Linked DNA regions of Mus musculus: regions 2, 3, 4, 5 and 6 are each linked to region 1. The links are chromatin contacts, called in public HiChIP or PLAC-seq and promoter capture Hi-C maps. All regions are on one chromosome and are shown on one strand. The core of a region is the stretch at or near the end of the contact, and the rest is flanking DNA. Distances in the headings are between cores, read along the strand shown.

What was found. Promoter capture Hi-C pulls out the DNA fragments that hold promoters and counts their contacts. HiChIP or PLAC-seq counts read pairs in DNA pulled down with a chosen protein or histone mark.
Region 2: a contact with region 1 is called in a promoter capture Hi-C map of pre-B cells, with 2.5 times the contacts expected there. The contact joins the promoter of Pfdn5 here to the promoter of Acvr1b in region 1. A contact is called at or near these places in 4 of 39 promoter capture datasets (the C10 cell line, cranial neural crest, liver and 1 more) and 2 of 9 other capture datasets (adipose tissue and liver).
Region 3: a promoter capture Hi-C map of pre-B cells shows a contact between it and region 1, with 3 times the contacts expected there. The contact joins the promoter of Mfsd5 here to the promoter of Acvr1b in region 1. A contact is called at or near these places in 6 of 39 promoter capture datasets (the 3T3-L1 cell line, the HPC-7 cell line, hippocampal neurons and 2 more) and 1 of 115 datasets of contacts at active chromatin or transcription factors (pancreatic cancer cells).
Region 4: a promoter capture Hi-C map of second pharyngeal arch cranial neural crest shows a contact between it and region 1. The contact joins the promoter of Rarg here to the promoter of Acvr1b in region 1. A contact is called at or near these places in 6 of 39 promoter capture datasets (cranial neural crest, hippocampal neurons, liver and 3 more), 2 of 484 Hi-C or Micro-C datasets (both in embryonic stem cells), 4 of 115 datasets of contacts at active chromatin or transcription factors (embryonic stem cells and pancreatic cancer cells) and 1 of 9 other capture datasets (embryonic stem cells).
Region 5: an HNF4G HiChIP or PLAC-seq map of pancreatic cancer cells shows a contact between it and region 1. The contact joins the promoter of Itgb7 here to the promoter of Acvr1b in region 1. A contact is called at or near these places in 2 of 39 promoter capture datasets (hippocampal neurons and liver), 2 of 484 Hi-C or Micro-C datasets (both in embryonic stem cells) and 4 of 115 datasets of contacts at active chromatin or transcription factors (embryonic stem cells and pancreatic cancer cells).
Region 6: a promoter capture Hi-C map of pre-B cells shows a contact between it and region 1, with 6 times the contacts expected there. The contact joins the promoter of Zfp740 here to the promoter of Acvr1b in region 1. A contact is called at or near these places in 9 of 39 promoter capture datasets (the C10 cell line, the HPC-7 cell line, cranial neural crest and 5 more), 1 of 484 Hi-C or Micro-C datasets (embryonic stem cells) and 4 of 9 other capture datasets (adipose tissue, embryonic stem cells, liver and 1 more).

What each region holds. Positions count from the first base shown.
Region 1 is chr15:101,172,312-101,176,007 of GRCm38.p6, forward strand. Acvr1b (activin A receptor, type 1B) reads left to right here and starts at 1,761. Exons shown (of 9, transcript NM_007395.4): 1 at 1,761-1,924. The coding sequence starts at 1,834.
Region 2 is chr15:102,324,566-102,328,261 of GRCm38.p6, forward strand. It overlaps Pfdn5 (prefoldin 5), which reads left to right and starts at 1,551. Exons shown (of 6, transcript NM_027044.3): 1 at 1,551-1,695; 2 at 1,868-1,970; 3 at 2,253-2,284. The coding sequence starts at 1,624.
Region 3 is chr15:102,277,621-102,281,316 of GRCm38.p6, forward strand. It overlaps Mfsd5 (major facilitator superfamily domain containing 5), which reads left to right and starts at 1,836. Exons shown (of 2, transcript NM_134100.4): 1 at 1,836-2,009; 2 at 2,557-3,696. The coding sequence starts at 2,575.
Region 4 is chr15:102,255,393-102,259,088 of GRCm38.p6, forward strand. It overlaps Rarg (retinoic acid receptor, gamma), which reads right to left and starts at 2,130. Exons shown (of 10, transcript NM_011244.4): 1 at 1,848-2,130; 2 at 1,078-1,147.
Region 5 is chr15:102,230,385-102,234,080 of GRCm38.p6, forward strand. It overlaps Itgb7 (integrin beta 7), which reads right to left and starts at 1,551. Exons shown (of 15, transcript NM_013566.2): 1 at 1,467-1,551.
Region 6 is chr15:102,201,746-102,205,441 of GRCm38.p6, forward strand. It overlaps Zfp740 (zinc finger protein 740), which reads left to right and starts at 1,900. Exons shown (of 8, transcript NM_001289691.1): 1 at 1,900-2,057; 2 at 2,826-3,341; 3 at 3,484-3,560. Csad (cysteine sulfinic acid decarboxylase) reads right to left here and starts at 3,307. Exons shown (of 18, transcript NM_001359126.1): 1 at 2,394-3,307; 2 at 1,392-1,515; 3 at 699-829.

The DNA.
Region 1 (3,696 bases), core at 511-3,010:
TTCAGAGTAAACAGAGAATAAATTTGTTATGTAATGCCAACTTTGGTCCAGTGGCCCTCAGTACTGTTGGACCACAGCTGGGGGCCTAAAGGAGGATAGATACAGCATAGTTGGGTAGACCAGTAAGACAGACTTGGAGAAGTAGGCTACTTTTGGGGGGCAGGTCATGATTGAGGGTAAAAAGAATAAAAATGGTGGTGTTTATTTACCCAGCTATGCACTAAGCACCAGTTTGACTTTCTACTTGTGTGTGTTTGTGTGTTGTACCTGGGGAATGAGACCAGAAGTCCTGTTTTCCTTGGGTTCTTTGTGTTGGAGACAATTATAAGGTAAGATGTCAGAACAGCGCCCCCCACCTTTGTTTGTTTGTTGGTTGGTTTGGGTTTTTTGTTTGTTTGTTTGTTTTTGAGACAGGTTTCTCTGAGTAGTCCTGGCTCTTCTGGGACTCACTCTGTAGACCACACTGTCCCAGAACTCAAGAGATCTGCCTGCCTCTCCTCCCTCCCTCCTTCTTGACGGTCTTCTCTATCCCTTGGTCTCACACATGAAACTATCTATGACTTTGAAAGGCTAAGATGTTGCCTGTTTTCTCCTAGTTGGTTATCAGAAGCAGAATACAGATCCCAAAGTCTCTTGTGAGCTCTTCAGAAAGATACGGGATCATTTGCCTTTTATAAGTATTTCCTACTAGGTTTGAAAGTAATGTTTATCTGGAAACTATTTAGAAGTTACTGGAATACTTAAAGGAGAAACAAAAAATTATTTCAGCCTGCCTCTGTGGCACACACACCTTTAGACCCAGCACTTGAGAAGCAGAAACAGGCAGTTCTCAGTGAGTTTGAGGCCAGCCTGGACAACATAATAAGACTCTGTCTCAAAAACAAACTGAAAACCTTAGTAGTAATATTGAGTAATATCGTTCCCTTTTCTCCTACGCATACATGCATACATATCATCCACAAAAATTTATTGTAAAGGTTGGTGTTTACATTTTCATTTAACATGGAGTAACATTTCCTCGCGCCATTAGTTTTTGTAAACCGATTTTTAATCACTAGTGCTCCTTCACATGAGTGAGCCACAGTTTATCTAAGCTTCTATGATTGCTTCTCTAGTTTCCAGCTTTTTCCAATGATAAATAAGCAAGGGAACATTTTGCGTAAATATTTAGCCTCATTATTTCCTGAAGACAGACAGGAGGAAATGCCGGGCAAATGCAATGCGTTTTGTGAAGCTGTCTGATAGGTGCTGTCACATTGTTTCCCAAAATGGTTCTACCTGGCCAGCACCCTCACCAAGGCTGTCAGCCGTGCCAGCCTAGCTACATTTCGAAAACACAGACGCTCGCTCGCACAGGTAGTTGTGTCCAGCTCGCTGCAGCGGGAGGGAGCCTCGAGGGGACGCCGGTCAGGAGACTCTGGCGACGAACCCAGCGGGACACAACGGGCCGGAGGGTCGGGGCTGGGGGAAGGAAGGAGGACGGGCGCCGGCGCGGCCACTCCGCGGAGGGAGGAGGGAGACTGTCGGTCGGCGGACCCGGCCTCCCCCGCTTTCGGCTCAGCTCCGCACGGGTGCGCGAGGTTGGCCGAGGCGAGAGCCTCCGCCCCTTTAACAGGGACCCTCCCCTTTAAGGCGGGCGCACGCGCGCACCCGGCCCCGCCCTTCGGGGGCGCGCGCGGCGGCGGCCGCACCGGCTCCCGGGAGCTCACGTGCCGGCGCGGAGCGAAGGAGCCGGGCGCGCGCGGGCGGGCGGGAGGAGGGAGGGAGGGAGGGAGAGAGGCGCCGGGGGCGCGCGCGCGCGCTGGGCGCTGCTGGGCTGCGGCGGCGGTTACTATGGCGGAGTCGGCCGGAGCCTCCTCCTTCTTCCCCCTTGTTGTCCTCCTGCTCGCCGGCAGCGGCGGGTCCGGGCCCCGGGGGATCCAGGGTGAGTCCGGGGCGGGGATGGGGGGGGGGGGCGCGGGATACAGACGGCCAGGCGAGGCCTCGCGCTCGCCGTGGGGCTCGGGCGCGCCCCCTCCCCAGCCGCGCAATATGGCCGGGCGGGGGGCGCGGAGGGCCGGGGTGGCGCTGGGTCAGCCTTGGGGACCCGCGCGCTCTTCCAGACGGAGCCCGACCGGGGCGCCCAGGGGGTCGCGCCTCCTGCACCCTCCGCTCCCACCCCAGGCTTCCTCGAGATGTGGAGGTCCCTGGCTCCTGCCCTTCAGCGCGTCCGTGCGAGGGGGGTTATTCCCTGCCAGCAGATGCTCCTGGGGGCGCCTTTTCTCCCGCCAAGATTGTGGGGTTCGACGATGGGGGGCTTGTTTCTCCGATGTGTTCTGTTGCCGAGAGCCTATGCGTACCCTAGGCTAGGAGGGTAGGGGTCTCTAAGCCTCCCTTCATCATGGGGTGCCCCTACCCTCTTTCCCCTGCCACCCTGATGGTCTAGGCACCGGAGTCACATTCCCCCTTCTTTCGCTCAGCTCCTTGGGTTCTGCAGGGCACCCCCCTCCCACCCACCTCGGATATCCATGCCTGTAGACGCTGTTTGGAGGAAATGGGGCGAGCAGGCCCCTAAACCTTTTTGGAGATTGGCCTCAGAGCCATTCCAACCCTGTGAAAACCTAGTTCCCCAGCTGTTAATCTGAATCTAGGTGTATGTGTGTTTGCATGCCTCCTCACCTCCCCCACCCCGCCCCAGGGGGCCCATTCAGTTAATCACTCCGAGGATGCTTTTCAGGTGAGATCCTGAAAACTGCTTCCAACCCCCCCACCCCCAATTATTTAAAGACCCCCACGGTTGGACCGTCTCCCTGGCCCTTGGTCAGTACTTTTGCCTTGACACACAGTCCCTCCTCCCGGCACCCACCCTCCACACACACCCCTTACCTTCCAGCCTTAAGGGCCTTGTGTGGCCAGGCCCACCCCCACCTTTCCCAGTACAGAGGTGGAGACGTTTCTGTGGGACACTACACCGGCTGTGTTGTTTATGAGGCTTGTGAGGCTGGGAAGAGCCGGTGAAACCCTAAAATATTTCATCTGGTAGTATTCTCAAATGTGCTTTGGCATTGGGGTTACAGAAGAAGGTTATATTTGGCAGTTGCATCGAAGTGATTATTGACCCACAGATGGATATGGTGAGACAATTAGGGGTTGTATTTGCTGCTCCCATTGTACAAAGCCTTCTGCTTTGGCTTCTCAGCCGCCCCCAACCTTCCAGCAATGGAAGTTCGTGTGTGTGTGTGTGTGTGTGTGTGTGTGTGTGTGTGTCTGTCTGTCTGTCTGTCTGTCTGTCTGTCTGTGGCTCTAATCTGCACGCGCACACACACACACACACACACACACACACACACGAGATGCTCAGGTGGGTCTTGGTTTAGTAACGCAGACCCTCAGTAGAAGACACCATGCTACTTTGGAGTCTCAAAACCAAGTTCACTATCCCCGTCTTTGATGTGTTCTTCCAGAGTGGCGGGGCTTGTGCGTCGGCGGCGGGGTCTTTGTTCACTGGCTAGTGCTTCTGCTAGGCACTGTGCTGAGTTCCCTGTGTTGCTGCTGCTCTGTCACAGGTAACTGAGCGGCGGCGGCAGAGACTGGTAAACCCCGCCGAAGGTGGATGAACAGCCTTACATTTGTGGGGAGAGAGTGATTTTCATAAATAAGAATGTTCTCTGGGGCTTGTGGGCCATGTTTCGAGATCTGTGACAGTGCTGTTTCCCT
Region 2 (3,696 bases), core at 301-2,800, 1.2 Mb after region 1:
CAGAGAAAACCCTATGTCCAAAAACAAAATGTACAGAGTGAGAGGCAAACATCCCTATGAGGTAAAGGCCAGCTGAGTCTTTACTTTTGAGTTTCAGCTAGCCAGTGCTACAAAACAATACCCTGGCAGTTAAAGTGTTCACACTGGAGAAAGGAAAGGTAGTGATAGGGCTATGCTGATGTTTTTAATCCTTCCACTGCCTTTGAATCCTGGATGATTTTAGAAACCATTGCCCTTCCCACCAAGGCTGCTACACTTTGGCAATGGCAGCAGCAGATTCAATGGGGTTTGCTACTCATATGGTTTGTTGCAACAACTACACCTTTAAAAGTTTCTGGGAGGGGGGGGGGTGCTGGTGAGATGGCTCAGTGGGTAAGAGCACTGACTGCTCTTCCGAAGGTCCAAAGTTCAAATCCCAGCAACCACCCATAATGAGATCTGATGCCCTCTTCTGGTGCGTCTGAAGACAGCTACAGTGTACTTCCATGTAATAAATAAATAAATAAATAAATAAATAAAAGTGTGTGTGCACCACCAATATCTGGCTGATATTGTTAAAAAAAAAAAAAAAAGTTGCTGGGAAGCACACAGACCCTTCCTATCCAACACACAATGGTGGGGCTAGACAGACACTCAGCAGTTATGAGCACTAGGTTGCTCTTTCAAAGGACCTAGGTTTGGTTTGCCTGCATATATACTGAGACATAAAAATAAATGTAGTTGGTTGGCAGTTGTTCCTTTTTGGCACTTGCACTTTATCCTTTAAAGCGCGTTAGTGGTACTGTCAGAACACAGGTTCCCTGCTGTCCTGTCGCGGGCTTGTCCCAACAACGCGCAGTAGCTTATACCGCTTTACAATCTTGTGGTTGTGTCGTGAGTCCGAGAGTTTCGAGTCCCTTGAAGGCCCAAGCCATGTTTGCTAACTAATTTTATAACTACCTTCCTCTACTACCCATTCTGTATTTCCTTCACCTTCAGCCAGCACCTCAGCAGGTCTTGGCTCTTTTCCTGGAGGATTGACCCATACCTTCATTCCTGATGGGTCTGTGTCCTTTGTCATCCTGCTTGGATTAGGCTGTTGTAGTTTCCCATTGACTTTAATCACAGGACATGGTAGTACTAAGAGACGCCCTAAGGGATCTCCTACACTCCAGACATAATCTTGCTTACCACCATTGTGAAGAGGTAATCCAATTTCCCCATGGTAATCTGGATCTATCACCCCTCCTAACACTGTTATTCCATTTTTAGCCTGTTGGTTTAAGGGCATTAGAAGCCCAAAATGACCAAGGGGAAGTCTGAGCTTCCAGTTCAATGGAATGTTTGTTGTAGCTCCTGGTAGGAGCACTCCCCTCTCTGGAGCCAAAACTTCTAGGCCAGCAGAACCTAGAGTTATGGGGACAGGAAGCCAAAATTACCGTGCTAGCTTTAGTGTACTCTGAGAAAAGAAAAACTTGCGTTCTCTAATTAAGCTTGAGATCCGAAAAGCGGGTCCGAAACACAGGATCATAGAGACGACGGGCGCAGAGCGTATCCCCTGGCGGCACCACGGAGGTAACGCGGAGGGCGGCTAGAGCGTCACTCGCCCAGGCGGCTTCCTCTTCGGCAGTCCTCCTTCCCAACATGGCGCAGTCGATTAACATCACGGAGCTGAATCTGCCACAACTGGAAATGCTCAAGAACCAGCTGGACCAGGTGAGGACCTGTCCCAGCACCTTCCTCGCGCTTCATATCCTCCGACCGACCGCCCGCCCGGTCGGGGAGGCTTCCTTTCCCAGGGAAACCCCTATCCGGTCCCGGGTCCCGCCCCCTCAGCCTGGGCCCCGCTTTCTTGAGCTGACCCCTTGTTTTTTCCCGGCTTCTGTAGGAAGTGGAGTTTTTGTCCACGTCCATTGCTCAGCTCAAGGTGGTCCAGACCAAGTACGTGGAAGCCAAGGACTGTCTGAACGTGCTGAACAAGAGCAACGAGGGTATGGGCTAGGCGGGTGAGGGCGCCTGGGGATGCCGGCTTCTCCTTCGCTTTTTCCTAGTTCCAGTTTTCGTTAAAGAAAACTGTTTGTTACTTAGTGTGTGTGTAGCCACAGGAGCCCCCGCATGTTGCCTACAGAAAACTAAAATGTACAAGACATTTCCTCAGTTGCTGTGTTCTTTTCACTGTCTGTGAACACTGAGCCCTGTTGGGAGCTTCCCCTAACGTCTTCGCGTGGGAGCCGCTAGCCTTCCCCAGCTGTTTGTCTTTATTACTTTCACAGGAAAAGAATTACTGGTCCCACTGACGAGTTCTGTATCCTTTCCACGGGAAATGCTACCTTACATTCTTCCACAGTCTTTCCCAAAAGCGGGGAGAGTTTTGATTTTAAGAACAGTCGAACACTTAACGTAGCTCACTTGTCTAACGTTGCACCAGTGTCCATGTAATACTTTGTATCAGAGTTCGGTGAAGAATTGAAATGTTGTGTTTCTCTTTGTTTAGAGATGTCAATATGGAGACAAAGCTGGCATTTGGCTAAAGCCAGTAGAAAAAATGTTAGGATATTGAAATTGGGAACTTGCCTCTTTTTTCAATTTCACCTTAATTGCCGCTCATCTCTAATAGTGAAAGGTAGATTGTTTCCTCCTGTTGAAATGACCTGTTGTCATTTCCACCAGGAAATGACAGTCGAAAGAGAAACCTAAGAATAGCAAAGTGGTGAAGACTGTTTTAAGTAACAATAGAGCCGGCAAGGTGACGACGCAGAGCGTAAAACCCACACATACACACTGAGCTAACTTTCTGATACTAATGGGGTGGAAGGAGAAGACCAACTCCCAGAAGTTGTCCTCCGACCTTCGTGCTCCATGGCATGCACACTTGTGAAAACACACACACAGACCAAATACATGTAAGTTTAAAAGTAGTAATAATTTGTAACTAGAGAGATGGCTCAGCAGTTAAGAGCACTTGCTCTCAGTGAGAACCCAATTGGGTTCCGAACATCTACATGGTGTAGGTGACAACAATTCAAGGGGATGCAGCAACCTTTTCCGACTTCTGCAGGCACCAGGCATGCACATGATGCATACACATACACATAGTTTTGTCTTAGGGTTTCATTGCTGTGAAGAGACATCATGACCAAGGCAACTCTTTTTTTTTTTTTTTTTTTTTTTTTTTTTGGTTTTTCGAGACAGGGTTTCTCTTTTAGCTCTGGCTGTCTTGGAACTCACTCTGTAGACCAAGCTGGCCTCGAACTCAGAAATCCGCCTGCCTCTGCCTCCCGAGTGCTGGGATTAAAGGCGTGCGCCACCACGCCCGGCTGCAACTCTTGTAAAGGCAAACATTTCATTTGGGGCTGGTTTAGAGTCAGAGGACTCAGTCCACTGTCACTGTGTCTGGAAGAATGGGAGCACCCAGGGAGACATGGTGCTGTAGAAGGAGCTGAGAGTTCTACATCTTGATCCAATTGGCAGCCAGGAGAAGAGACCATCTTCCAGGTAGCTAGGAGGAGGGTCTCAAAGCCCACCCCCACAGTGCCACACTTCCTCCAACAAAGCTATATAGCTCCTAATAGTACCACTCTGTGGGCCAAGCATATTCGAACCACAAATCTAAAATTAAATATTTAAATCAAAATTAGTAATAATCCATCAGGATTCATGGTTCAGGGGAAGTGAGGCCGGCTTTTCACTCACACTATTCTGGAGCTTTAGGAAAGA
Region 3 (3,696 bases), core at 586-3,085, 1.1 Mb after region 1:
ACTCAGGCTCCTAAGACCAAAAATCAAATCGGGCTACAAACTTTAAACCTGCAGATTCATGAGACCCCCATCGCCCCAGACAAAGCAGCACCAGGGTTTGGTCCTTAGCACACAGGTCTTTTCTTTTCACAGTTGTCTGTAATTCCAGTGTCAGGTGATCTGATCTCCGTGGACACTTGGCACTCACATGATGTACAGACACATACGAAGGCAAAACAGTTACATATTAAAATAAAGAAATCTAAAAAAAATCGAGGGAACTCCTCCCCACCCTATCCTTCCAAAAAAAATAATACCCTTTTTTGTGAAAAAGAGGATGGCTAAAAAAGACTTCTTAGGGTCTTTGCTTGTTTTGTTTTTTTTTTTTTAGATTTATTTCATATATGTAAGTACACTGTCACTGTCTTCGGACACACCAGAAGAGGGTGTCAGATCCCATTACAGATGGTTGTGAGCCACCATGTGGTTGCTGGGAATTGAACTCAGGACCTCTGGAAGAGCAGTCAGTGCTCTTAACCACTGAGCCACCTCTCCAGCCCTGCTTTTTTTTTTTTTTTTAATTTATTAAAGATTTACTTTATTTAAAAGTTTATTTTATGTGCATGAGTGTGTGCCTAAGTGACTATACTCTCACTAGTTTCATGCAGGTCTCAGAAGTCAGAAGAGGTCAGTCAGCTCCCCTGGTGGAGCTGGAGCTACAAGCAATTGTGAAAACTACTCTGCATATTACTCTTCAAAAGCAGTAACAAGTGATCTTCCACCCCTCTGCCTCTCCTCTGCAAGAACAGCAAGTGCTCTTAACCTGTTAATCATGGAGCATTTTCGCTAGGATTTATTTATTTATTTATTTATTTATTTATTTATTTATTTATTTATTTATTTGCTTTCCAAGCGCAAGGACTACATGAGCCACCACACCATGAAAGAAAGGGAAGTCCTGGCCAGGCGGTGGCAGCGGCGCATGCTTTTAATCCCAGCACTTGGGAGGCAGAGGCAGGTGGATTTCTGAGTTTGAGGCCAGCCTGGTCTACAAAGTGAGTTCCAGGACAGCCAGGGCTATACAGAAATACCCTGTCTTGAACCCCCCCCCCCCAAAAAAAAAGGAAGAAAGAAAGAAAGAGGTCCTCTCTAATAATAACATGACTTCTGGCGGTAAAGAAGGTAACTATCTTGGGGGGGAACTCTGCAGGAAGCAGTGTGCAAAGGCCCAGGTGGGAGCCGGTGTAGACAGGAGGCCGCGTGGTAGCAGATAAAGTCATGGACATAGCAAAAAGTCCCGGACAGATGCATTTGCATGTCTTTTGAAAGATGTTGGATTCTATCCTTAGTGAAAAGGGAAGCCATTGCAGGGGTCTCCAGGACATAATATTGAATACTGAAACTTAACATTCCAAGAAAAAGCAGATCCTAGGTAGCAGGAGGTGGGAGTCCAGCTCCAGGGCTTAAGTTTTTGTCACTGCTTCCGCAGCCGGACTCCGGCTTTACACCACACCGCCTCCCTCAGGTGTCTGGACAATACTGACTGCTGGCCGGGAGGTCAGGGGAGGTCCAAACCCTAGGGCAGCTCAATTTAGGGCAGCGGAGTTCATTAGCACGTGGTATCCGCTGGCTCTGAGGGACTGCCGGCACCTTTCCTTCTCCTCCTGGAGGAAAACAGAAAATACACTTTCATTCCGGACGACCCCGCGGATATTGGCCAGCTGGAGGACCCTATGGTACCCGCCTGCTCAGGCGCCCAAGAGAACAGCGCACCGCTCCAGCATCCCGGGCCCCATAGGCTCTTCCGCTCCTGGGCGGGGCGCCACGAGGGGGAGTGGCTTCCTGCCGCGCCCCGTCACGTGACGGGGCTATCATGGCGGCGGCCACGAGCCAGCCCGGCTCCCGGAAGCAGGCTGTGAGGGGCGGGCGCGCTGCTGGAACCCGAGCGGAGCCGGAGCCAGTGCGGGGAGGGCGGCCCGGCGGCCTGGAGCCGGACGTGTCCGGAGCGTCCCGGCAGACCGGGGCAGCAGGTGAGATGGGGGCCGGGCGAGGTGCGAGCGGATGAGGGGACGCTCGGCTGAGGCTAGGGGGCGCAAGGAGGGTCAGCCGTGACCCATAGCCGGGGAACCTGCGGTGCGCGCGCGTGACCGCGAAGCATTGGAGAGGCCGGCCCGGGCGGAAGGGATGCTCGGGAATAGATGTGGAGACACTGAGCTCCAAAACTGGCTTATCAGCGAGGATGGGAGGTACAAGAAGCCTGCAGAACCTATCATGGAGATGGGCAGTAGCCCCTTTTGAACTTGAGGGACCGAGATTACTGAAAGGAGTCCCCTTTGCTGTACCAGGCAAGGGTGGAGCGAGTGCTCTGGCCTCTCCCCACTGTCACCCTCCCCCGCCCCACTGAGTCCTAGGAGACAGCCACTCCTCCCACCCACCCAACTGGTCCCTCCAGTCTCAGCTCTGGGGGAGAGAAATTGACAGTGCAGTTGGGTGGAGTTGCCCTCTGCTTAGACACCTAACTCCTCGACTGTGCTACCTGGATTATGGATGTGACTGTGGCCATCGTTCTCTCCCCAGGTCGTCCGGGGGCCCATCATGCTGGTGACTGCCTATTTGTCTTTTGTGGGCCTCCTGGCCTCCTGCCTGGGTCTGGAGCTGTCAAGATGCAGAGCCAGGCCCCCTGGAAGAGCTTGCAGCAACCCCTCCTTCCTTCAGTTTCAACTAGACTTCTATCAAGTCTACTTTCTGGCCCTGGCAGCGGACTGGCTCCAAGCTCCCTACCTGTATAAACTCTATCAGCATTACCACTTCCTGGAGGGTCAGATTGCTATCCTCTACGTCTGTGGCCTTGCCTCCACGGTCCTCTTTGGCCTAGTGGCCTCCTCCCTTGTGGACTGGCTGGGTCGTAAGAAGTCTTGTGTCCTCTTCTCCCTCACTTACTCTCTATGTTGCATAACCAAGCTCTCTCAGGACTACTTCGTGCTGCTGGTGGGCCGAGCACTCGGTGGGCTGTCCACAGCTCTCCTCTTCTCAGCCTTTGAGGCCTGGTACATCCACGAGCACGTGGAGAGGCATGACTTCCCCGCCGAGTGGATCCCAGCCACCTTTGCCCGAGCCGCCTTCTGGAACCACGTGCTGGCTGTGGCGGCTGGTGTGGCAGCGGAGGCCGTGGCTAGTTGGATAGGGCTGGGGCCGGTCGCACCCTTTGTGGCTGCCATCCCTCTTCTGGCTCTGACTGGGGCCTTGGCTCTACGAAACTGGGGAGAGAATTATGACCGTCAGCGTGCCTTCTCCAAGACCTGTGCTGGAGGCCTGCGCTGCCTGCTGTCTGACCGCCGGGTGTTGCTGTTGGGTGTCATACAAGCGCTGTTTGAGAGTGTCATCTTTATCTTTGTCTTCCTCTGGACACCTGTGCTAGACCCACACGGAGCCCCACTGGGCATTGTGTTCTCCAGCTTCATGGCTGCCAGCCTTCTGGGTTCTTCGCTGTACCGCATCGCTACCTCCAAGAGGTACCACCTTCAGCCCATGCACCTGCTTTCCCTTGCTGTCCTCATTGTCGTCTTCTCTCTCTTCATGTTGACTTTCTCCACCAGCCCAGGCCAAGAAAATCCTGTGGAGTCCTTCATTGCCTTTTTACTTATTGAGTTGGCCTGCGGGCTCTACTTTCCCAGTATGAGCTTCCTGCGAAGGAAAGTGATCCCCGAGACAGAGCAG
Region 4 (3,696 bases), core at 880-3,379, 1.1 Mb after region 1:
GCGCACTTCAGTTCCAGGTAGAAGAGAGTAAGACAACAGTGCGGGAGTCAAAGGAAATCCTAAATGAGGCCTTAACTGTCTAGGTTCTTTGTGGGACCTGCAGAAGAAGGAGAACGCTCCCCTCTTCCCAAGATGCCACTTCAGATGGTGCGGCTTAGAAGGCGGGCAACTGACTTGGGGAAAGGGTTCTTACAAAGCTTCTCTTAGAGATGAGGTGGAGTTGAGGGGAGGGCATGGATGAAGGGGGCTGCCGGATGGAAGGGGGGCGTCTCCCTGCTGCCCTGCCCGCTCCAGAGCCTGGAACAAAGCCGCTCTTGTCAGTTGCTCTCCACCCGCTGCCCCCCTCCCCTCTGTATAAACACGACCACCTTTTTCCATGACCCCATCTCCAGAATGGGAGGAGAACCCAGGCATCCTCTGCCCTATCCTGAGCCCCAAGCCTGTTCTCCAGGAGACAGCAGTGGACCCAGCTTCCCTGGCTCCGTGCCGTTGTTGGGGGAGTCTAGACCCTTGATTCTCCACCTTGAATCCTCAGGTGCCCTCCCTCTACCCCACTGGCCCCAGGGAGGGGCAGTACCCAGGAGGCAGGCAGGCAATGCCAGTGGAATGTGTGTGGGCATCAGAGGGCACGGGCAGGGTGGGGCCGAGGGGGGAACTGGAGGTGCCAGTTAGGTGGCTTTCTGAGCCAGAGGTGGGGGTGTGCCCCGGGGTTGGGGGGGCGTGTCCTATGCTGCCTACCAGTTCTAAGCCACTGTGTGTGTGTGTGTGTGTGTGTGTGTGTGTGTGTGTGTGTGTGTGTGTTGGGATAACCAAGCTCCGAGCACCCTGGACACACACTCCCCTTGACCCCCTCTAAGTATCCTTACTGACAATGGCTGTGGTCCTCAAACCCTAACTCAGTACCCGAAGAATAACCATAAGGGCAGAAGCCTCAAATTTGAGGAGTAGGATCCCAACTGCCCCGGGTTTAAGCCCTACAAGAGGGAATTATTTGAGCATTTTGTCCTTGAGTTCCCTCCCCGAGACAGACATCCCTGCTGCCCCATCCCCATGACCACCAACTAAGCATATTCTTACCCTCTGGCCTCTGCAGAGAGTCCCTCCTACATACTGGGCCAGGCTGAGGTGAGGGACCTGGTGGAAACTGCTGGAAAGGAAAGAGGCGCTGTCAGTGGCACTCCAGGACAGGGGCTCTCCTGAACCTGTCCGGGCGTTATAACTCTAGCTTTGTTCCACTGGGGCCTCCCCTTGAGAATATTCTAAAAGAGCTCCCCTTCATTGGCTCACTTGTGCAGTAAGGGATAGATCAGAGAGAATCCAGGTTCTGCAGTCCAAACTCCACAGACCACTTTACCCACCTAGACACTTGCTAGAGCTTTCCTAGTCCCCATACAGAGCCCTGCCAATCCACTGGAGAAAGGGTACTTGGACCATCAGATCCACCCTTCAGTATGCCCCCGCCCCACTCCGGTGGAAGAATGCCATCCTTTCCCAGAGGAGGAAAACCCGTCTTCTCTGACATTCCGAGTACAGGAACATTGGTTCGCTTGCCCAAGACTTTCCTAAATGCTCTCCTTCAATACTCACCAAAATCAAGGGCAGACAACCCGGCCCATCCTCAGTCTGTCTAAAAAAAAATCTCCCCTTTCTCTTCCCGGGTCACGACTGACCCCAACTTGGGGCAGGAAGCCTCCGCATAAGCTCGGCTAACAGCTTGGCCACCCCCGGAGGGAAAGGACCCCAAGGCTCCCGACGCCCCCGCCCCTGGCTCATTTCAGCAGAGGAGCCCCGGCGTCCGCGGCCGGAGGGCGGCCAGGCGGGCGAGCCGGCTTCCCCGCCTGACTCACCTGGAGGGGAGGGCGGGGGAAGGAAGGCCGCAGAGCCCCGAGGTCCCGGCGTCGGGCGGTCTCGGGGATGGAGCACCGCGGTGTTAGTGACTCGCGGTAATGGGGGGCTTCAGGGGGGCACGGCTCTAGGCTGGGACAATCCCGGGGCCTCTCGGAGCCCGCCCGCCCACGTGACCGCCCCAAAATATCCGACACATTTTCTCCCAAACCGCACACTGACTCCGCAGGCGGGGACACGGAAAATATTTTCTTTCTTTTTCTCCCTCCCTACCCCCCCCACCTCCCTCCCTGCCTGGCTCCCTCCTCCTCCTCCCGCCCTCGCTCCTCCCTCCCCTGCCGCCTGCCCCTGCCCGGCTCCCTCCTCGGTGCCCTGGGGCTGGGGGGGGTGGTGGCTGGGGGGGGGGAGGACTGGGCGGGGCGGCCCAGGACGCCTGGGTCTCTGCCCCTCCCATTTGCTAGGCTTCCGTGGCTCCATCCCCGGGAGGCCGGGCAGAGCTGGCAGAGGTCAGTGTCCTGGGCTCCATGATGCCAACCCTTTCTCTCTGGCGCTATCCCCCTTCCAGCCATTTGGGGAGACTGAGTTGTCTTTAGCCACGCTGTATTCTGCCAGGCCGGTCTCTGGTACCTCCCAGGGTAGGCAGTGAGAGACTTGGACACTGCCAAGACGTGGAGTGATGGGGCAGGAGTATACCAGAGGAGAAGGCACTGTCCCCTTTTCTTAGTTAACCTCCACCTGCAGGTCAAAGCAGTATCCCTTCCTCTGGCCTTCTCTGTCCTATGGCCTAGGAGCAAACTGGTTTAACTAGTGGGGGTTACGATGAAGGTGCTACGAATTGGGTTCACAGGCTTCCTCCCTCTCATTCTGCCTGAAGTTGACTCCAGGAGTTAAAGCGCGTGGGTCTCTCGCTGCCAATATCGTCCCCACCTTTAGACTTGGATTTAGAGGGGGAGAGGCTGGCTGGGAGGAGGGCTGAAAGAACTTTAGGGAGGAGGGGGGATGGGAGGAGCCTTGCGCTGGGTGTGAGGGAGAAAGCCCAGGCGAGGGTGTGTGTCTGGCTCAGCCAGCGAGGCCTGCCTGGCTGCCTGGTAGATGCGCCACGAATGTTGTTGACGCTGGGTCTCTAGAAGCCCAAAGTCTGTGTCTAATAGGGATATTCTCTGTCTCCAAACAAACCGAGGCTGAAAGGCTCTCGAACCTAGAGAGGGAAGCCAATAGTTTGACTTTATACCACAGAGCACAGAGCCAGAGAAAAGTGAAGTCCTATGCACTCTCACAGGGATGGTCACGACTCCAGAAGAGGAGAAAGCTCATTGGACGGGCTGGGCCAGGCACTAGCCCAAAGGACCATCCTCAGCAACGCTCCCAGAGTGGCCAGCACCTGGGGAATGGGCCCCTGAATCACATCACATTTTCCACTTTGGAATTACTCAGCTCTGGTCTTGCTGTCACCCTAGGGGCCAGGCATCCCCCTCCTGGGAAAGGCTTTTCTGGGTAGCCATTATCAGCTAAAGGAGAAGGGGAAAGAGAGGCTTGCTGTGGCAATCCCAAGAGACCAGAGACGTTGTGGGGGAGGAAGGGGGGGAGCACAGACGAAACTCTGCCTTTCGCTCCAGGGCTGGGAATAGGTACTCCAGGGTCCCGTCCCCAGGTGGCCTGACTGCTGTTGACTTTGCCGGTTACCCTGGGAGCAGCTCTTAGCAGTGTGGGAGGGGTGTGTGTCCGGGAGTTGGACCCTGGCATTCAGGCTGGGGTGGGATAGTGAGCTGCCTGTGTGGCAGGGATCCTGCCAGGAGGCTGCAAAATTAACCCCTCCTGCCCTGCCCTGGTGGTGGCTGGCGGAAGGAGGGG
Region 5 (3,696 bases), core at 301-2,800, 1.1 Mb after region 1:
ATGGATGTCTAGCACAGCATCTGACAAGCATGTTAAAACCCCTCGTTTCCACCTTCGACTTCACCTAAAACCTTCATAGTTTCTTCTCTTTCTTTTAGATTTTAATATTTTTTGGTCGGATTAATTCCTTCTCCTTGATGTGTCTAACGTCACGCGTGCCCCCAGAGCGCAGAAGCATCAGGTCCCTTGCCAATGCAGTGATGGATGGTTGTTAAGCAATATGTGGGTGCTGAGGGGGGCGTCAAACCTGGATCCTTTGCAAGAGCAACAAGTGCTCTTAGCCACCGAATGCTCTCTCCAGTCTCAAAAATGTAATGGTTTCTAATTGCCTACTGTGACTAATCATGACACACACACACACACAAGGAAAGCACATGCAGCCATCACACACGTGCAGATGACTCTCAAGGAACCCTCTGGAAGACTGGCAGTACCCGCCGGCAACACTGGTAAGTAGAGACTGCAGCGTAAGCTCCCTAGGGATTGTGCTATGGTGTTCCCATGGCCACCAGCAGTGTACAAGAGCCTGCTAGCCAGCAACCACAACCCCCTCAGCTTGGGTCCAGACTCAGGTACTGATGCTCTTTACAGGGAGTATGGGGAAGGGTGGGGTACTGAGCCGTTGAACACCCCATCCTGCTCACCACCCCATGTGACCTCAGATGGGTGTAGTACATTACAGAGCTTCTGCTCTCAGGGAGAGGCTGACCCCAGGCTTAACCTCACTGAAACCTCAGACCTGCGTGCTTTGCGCTGTGGTCAGGGAGGCTCGAGACTCTGCAGCACAAAATTTAGTTCTGACTCATCTCATAGATGGGGCTTCACTTCCACTCCCCCCACAAGACAGAGACATCAAGTCCACTCATCTCTCCTAAAGGGGGCTCTGAACTCATACATGACCTCTCCTGCCCCTCTCAATTCTGTCCCTTTCTCCCTTCTTTGGCAATCCATGTATCTTGCCACCTGCTGCCTGTCTCCTTCCATGCACACACGCATGCGTATGTGTGCGTGTGCATGTGTGTGTGTGTGCATGTGTGTGAGCATGCACATGTACAGTGCAAGCCTCAGTAGACCAGGAATGTGGAGTCTGTGGCTAAGGTGCCAAGTGGGAAGACTTCTGGACTGTGCAAAAAACATCAAGTTGCAAAGATAGCAGCCAGGGACAGACAGGAGATGCTGGGAGAAGCACAAGAGTAAGTAAGCCTTAGCTCTCAGAAAACACTCACGTATAGCATCGCAATCTCCTTCCCTCCCTCTGGCTCCACTGGAGAAACAAATGGATGAGCAGCAGGAGGCTGGGATAACCGAGAAAGAAATAGTGGGGACCATAGGAGTGCAGAAGGGGGTTCAGAGCCTTTCTCAAGACTAGACAGAGCACTGGAGAGCCCAGATCACAGAGAGGTAGGGAACAAGTAGGCCTGGGTGAGAGGAGGAGGTGGGTGGGCTGCTGCCCTGAGGGTACTCACAGGTGCTTGAGGAGGAGCAGCCCTTCCTCCGCCGGTGGCAGTGGCAGCCCTTGTGTACAGATGGAGAGGCAGCAGAGGAGGAAGTGACACACCCTGGGGTGGGGGGACTCTTGGAGGGTGGCTGATCTAGCAGAAGGTGGAGCAGATAGGAGTGGGCTGGGTAAAGAAAGGACCTAGGAGTCCCATCTACTAAGCACTGCTCCTGTGCTAAAGAAGTACAAGGAAGGGTCACCAGAACAGCGCCGGATAGTGGCGGTGCCCCCACCCCTGCCCCCACACATGTCACAGACGCAGAGATTGAAGCCCAGACTCTAAAGAGAGATCGACTTTGCAAAATGTCACACAGGTAGCAAGGGGCTGCTGGGCTGTAATCTAAATCCAACTCAGCTTCCTTCCAAAACTCAATGTTCTCTCCAGTATCACAGAGAGGAAGGAGCAGACAGGAAGAAACATGAAGGAAGGTGGTTTCTGTTCCTTTGGAAAACTCAGGGGCCATTGAGTTGTGATGACTGCCTTTCGTGCTAGGTATCCATCTTGGTTCCAATAGCCACTTGTCTTTTGATTTGCCAGGAAAATAAGTTCCCAGTAACCCTGACACACCGGCCTTCACCCACAAGCCTACATCTGTACTTGTTTTGATAGAATCGGTATTTGTCGCTGTTGTTGGTTTTGTTTTGTTTTGTTTTGTTTTCTCTGACATTCTTGTGCAGACATTCTGGACTACTTTGAGGTCCCCTTGACTACTACCTCTTGGCAGAGCAAAACAGCTCTTGGCTTGCATATGCAGATACTCAAGGTCTTGTGGTCTTCATTTTTAAAAATCCTTTCCTCATCCCTTATTCCCCTTTGAGTGGCAGACTCTAATTTGGCTCAGAGATTGCTGTCCTGCTACCAGTATCAATAAATTTAACTAATTATAACCTGGATTGAATCAAGGTCTTTCCCTAGAAGTCTCGACTCCTGAGAGTACCACAGCTAAGCTATTTGGACTCTGAAGCCAACCTGCCTGAGTTAAAATCCTGGCTCTCTCTCCGTTAGCATGAAGTAGTAAAACTCCTTAGCTGTATTCTTTAATCCAGGGTTTCACAACCTGTGTGAGTCACAACCCCATAGGAGTTGAACAACCATTTCACAGGGGTTGCCTAAGACCATCAGAAATATCAGATATTTGCATTACGATTCATAGCAGTGACAAAAATTGCAATTATGACGTAGCAGTGAAAATGACTCTGGTTGGGGTCACCACAGCATGTGGGACTGGATTAAGGACTCGTGACGTTCGGAAGGAGGGGAGAACTTCCTATGGCTGCCATTTTATAGATCACCATAAAAAAATAAGACGGTGTCTATTTAAGAGACCATCTGGTACAGTAAGAAGGGTGTGTGAGGATGCGGCTCAGTGTCAAGATGCTTGCCCAGCTTTCAGGAGGCCTTAGGTTTGGTCTCTATCACTGAGAGAGGCAATAACTGTAGGAGTGAGGAGTCTAAGGGGATAAGAGGTGGAGGCTTTTTCTTTTAGGTTTATTATTTATTAATATATGTAAGTGCACCGTAGCTGTCTTCAGACACACCAGAAGAGGGAGTCAGATCTCATTACGGATGGTTGTGAGCCACCATGTGGTTGCTGGGATTTGAACTCTGGACCTTCGAAAGAACAGTTGGGTGCTCTTACCCACTGAGCCATCTCACCAGCCCGAGGTGGAGGCTTTAAGGGTCTAGACAGTTGGCAAGTTAGAGAGAGGCAGATGGCTAGGTTTGGGGGTGCCACTGGGGGTCCAGGAGCCAGGATAGAGGTGAGTCTGGGAAAGAGTGCAGCTAGAGCAGCCCGGAGTGAAGCTGCTATGTTATGCTATGCTATGCTATGCTATACTATGCTATGCTATGCTATGCTATGCTATGCTATGCTATGCTACGCTATGCTATACTATGTATGCCATGTCATGCCATGCTATGGGGAGAACTGTGTTCTGTAAATACAAATGGGAACTTTCCCTGGACCACAGTGCTGGTAGAGATTCCCTATAGAAAGCAGCGTGTGTTCCGTGTCCTGGTGAGCACAGACAAGCCATGTTGGCTCTCCTGCTGTCCTCACAGAGCAAAAGAATTCCTATCACAAATAGATGCTCCTGAGAGTGAAGCTGCTGGAGGAGACTGGAAGGGAGGCCTCTGGGTGAGCCTTAACTGGCTCCAGGCTAAGGGACAGCCAGACCTACTGCCCTTCCCCCTCAAC
Region 6 (3,696 bases), core at 650-3,149, 1.0 Mb after region 1:
ATTTAAATATCTAGTAATAAGAAACAATAACAAGAGTGATTATCTTCAAGAGCTTGGCTAGAAGAAAAAATTATGTAGTTTTGTATTCTATAGACTGGCAATGGATTAGGTGGTTCTTTGTTTTCTAAAGATTGTGGGGGCTGGAGAGATGGCTCAGTGGTTCAAATCCCAGCAACCACATGGTGGCTCACAACCATCCGTAATGAGATCTGACTTCCTCTTCTGGAGTGTCCAAAGACAGCTAGAGTATACTTACATATGATAAATAAATAAATCTTTAAAATAAATAAACAAACAAACAAATAAATAAATAAAGTTTGTGTATCTCTAGCTGGTAGAACTTGCTATGTATACCAGGTTGGCCTTAAACTCACAGGGATTGGCCTGCTCTGCCTTTCAGGTGCTGGGATTAAAGATATTTGTCACACTCCCCTGCTTTTTTTTTTTGTTTTTTGTTTTGTTTTTTTATTTTTCCAAGACAGGGTTTCTCTGTGTAGCCCTGGCTGTCCTGGAACTCACTCTGTAGACCAGGCTGGCCTCGAACTCAGAAATCCACCTGCCTCTGCCTCCCAAGTGCTGGGATTAAAGGTGTGTGCCAACAACACCCGGCTACACTCCCTTGCTTAAGCTAATGTTTAAAACTGTATGATTGTTTCTGATGTGACTCTGTCCATGCAAGTTCAAGAGCCTGTACACACCTGGACTGCTTATTCCTTTAGAAGCAAGGTCTCTTCCCCAACCTGGGGCTCTAATTTTCTCAGTTAAGGTGGAATCCAGCAAGTCCAGGGGATTCTCCAGTCTCCACCTTTGTCAGAGCAGGCTTGTTAACCTGGAAAACAGAATCCAAACTCTGGTCCTAGTTTCCCAGCAAGCACTCTTAACAGCTGGGTCATCTCTTCAGGTCCCTACATTTGTTTTAAAAACATTCCTGGTGACATGTCTCTCCATTTTATGTCAGTTTCAGAATGACCCTAAGGGAAATGGAACTTACTTTAGTGGTGTAAAAGGTACAGGACTGTGGTTAGGAATCCATATGCTTTTTGGATAGTGTCTTACTGTCACTTAAACTCACCAGACAGCAGTTAGAATAGAAACTGGGACTTAAGTGGAATTCACGTTTCCTTCTGCCAAGTGTGCACTTAGAATAGTCCTATCTTTTAGCAGAACTCCTCTCTAATGCTACAAGTGGGGCGCTAGTATTCGAGGATAGGCTCAAATTTCCAAAGGGGGCCTGGCCCAGAGGACAACACGCACTTCCAAATCTCCAACAAGACTAGTCCACTGAAGGGAAAAAAGGCCTTTTCTTGAAAGGAAGCCTAGTTTGGCTAGGTCAAGACTGCGGGGCCGGAGCACGTTTGCCTTGGCTATTGAGGGAACTCACTGAGACTCACATGCAGATTGTGGTTTAGTGTGTACCGCAGGACTGCGCAACGGCTCAACTCTCCTCCCAGCTGACCTCAGTCTGCAGGTCTGCACCCCACAGCAGCAGGCACCGGAAAAACAGACCTCACCAAGCTTTAAAAAAAAGATCAGAGGTACGAACTGTCCCGGCTTCTACCTGGGGCGTCAGGAGAGAGACGGAGATTCTGCAAGAATCAACCAGCGCACCTAGCGAACCTTCTCAAAGAACACTCAGTACCTAAAGGTTCCCTAAAGGTTCCAGGCGAGCCTGGGAGCTGCCCTCAGTGAAGATGGCGGCCGGGGCGCTCGCGCGCCACGGCGCAGGCGCCGCCCTTCGCACCACCCTCCTCCGGTCCTCCGGGCCGTCCCCCTCCCGCTCGCCAGCTGCAGCTCTCCGCGCGTCCCCAGCCTCACCCCTTTTCGGAGGGCCCCCCCTCCTGTCCCGGCTCCGGAGCCCGGAAGTGGATGTGGCCGCTTGGCAAAGAGGGGGAGGGGGACGGAGAAGTGCTTCCGGGGAAACGGGCCCCGGGTTGGTGTTTGTAAACTTGCCTCGGTCCCGACGCGGGGAGCGGCGGCCGCGGGCTTGGCACGGGGTGCCTGGGGCCTGGAGGGGGCGCCGCGCGGCGGAGGAGACGGCGGGAGGCCGCGCCAGGCAGGTAGGCGCGCGCCGCGGGGAGGCAGCGTCGAGCGGGCGGGCGAGCGGGCGGACAGCAGCTCGCAGGCCGTGGGGCGCCGCGCGCGAGGGGGGAGGGGAGCGCGGCGGAGGAGGGGCGCGCGGCGGAGGGAGGGGGCGCGAGGGGAGGGCCGCCGCCGCCCCGCCCCCCACCGCCCCGCCGGGAGAGGGGGCCTTGCCCGGGAAGGGGGGGGGAAGCGCGGGCGCGAGCACGCAGGTCGCGCGCGGCTCGGCGCTCCCGGGGCTGCGCGCTGCGGCTGCCTGCAGAGCGCGCGCACACACGCCCGCCCTCCGCCTCCGCGGCGGCGAATTTACGAACCTTCGGGCGGACTCCGAGCGACGCTCACGTGCGGGCACTGCCAGCCACCCCGGCGCTCGGCGGAGGCCTCCCGAGCTTCCTTCCAACACAGTTCTGCCCTCGTCTGTGGAGTGCCAGCTTTGCAGGCCGGCCCACTCCGCACAAAAGCCCCAAAGGGCCTCCGCCCCCTTCTTCCGTTCCTAAGATGGCAAATCCCAGCTCTTACTCTCTTGGCAGATCCTCTCTATAGGAGGCCCAACTTACTTTTGCTCCCGTTGGCTGCTCTTTCGGCCCAGGAGGCCAGTTTCTTCTACTGACCTAGAAAGAAAGCTCTCGACTCATGTCCTCCTTTTGAGCTTCAGAACGCCCAGCAAAATAAGTTGAGGGAGCTTCGATCGTTGTTTGGCCTGAAGATGTTACACCTAAGGGCCTCATCTCCCTTTCTGGTTTCAGGTTTCTGGAACAGACCTAGAGCTTCACCAAGAGAATTCAACTTGGAAACCAAGACTGGTAGACTCTCGTTTCTTCCGACAAGAGGCAGAAGTCAGAGAGAGACTGCGGATTCTTGGGACACCTGTTTTCCTTTTGGAGGACACCGAGTTCTTTGAGAAGACAGTTCAATATGGCAAAGGAACTGAAAGAACGGGGAGGAGCCGTTACTGTGATTTGGTGACGGTTCTTCAGACAACCAGTGTCTTAAGGAAAACTGGGACAGAGAACTTCTGAACTTTTTGGGTTCGTTAAGTGAGAAGTCAGCATGGCTCAGGTAAAAAGCTCTCGAGTCCTCCTTCAAGACCGTTCACTGGGAAGCCTCTTTGCAGTGTCACCCTTGAATTCTGCCTTAGCCAACAGTATTGACCATCCCCAGTGAGCCGAGCTCTGTATTAAGCGCCAGGGGGAGATCTAGAGGAAGGAAAGGAGACAGGCCACAGCCCCTGCCTTCAGGGAGCTTCCAGTCAAATGAAGGAGGTAGGCTATATATCACGTCACAGGCACTGATGGGCCATTGGCAAAGCACCTTGTACCCGGTGTACTTTTGGTACGTGAAGTACTCGGGCATAAGGGAGTGTATAGTCTGGTGAATGCTTCATTTGTTTTTTTTTCCCAACAGGAATTTTATTGAGCTCCTGTTACATGCACGGCATTGTGTTTGGAATACAAAGATGAATAAGATTGCCCTTGTCCCCAGTAAGCTCCCAGGCTAGTTGGGGGGAGGGGGAGGGATGACGGCAAGACAGTCTGTTATTTATTATTTTTATATTCACGGTGCCCTGCGTGATAGCTGGCTGGTACTAGAGACTCTGAATCAGTTGACTAAAGGAGT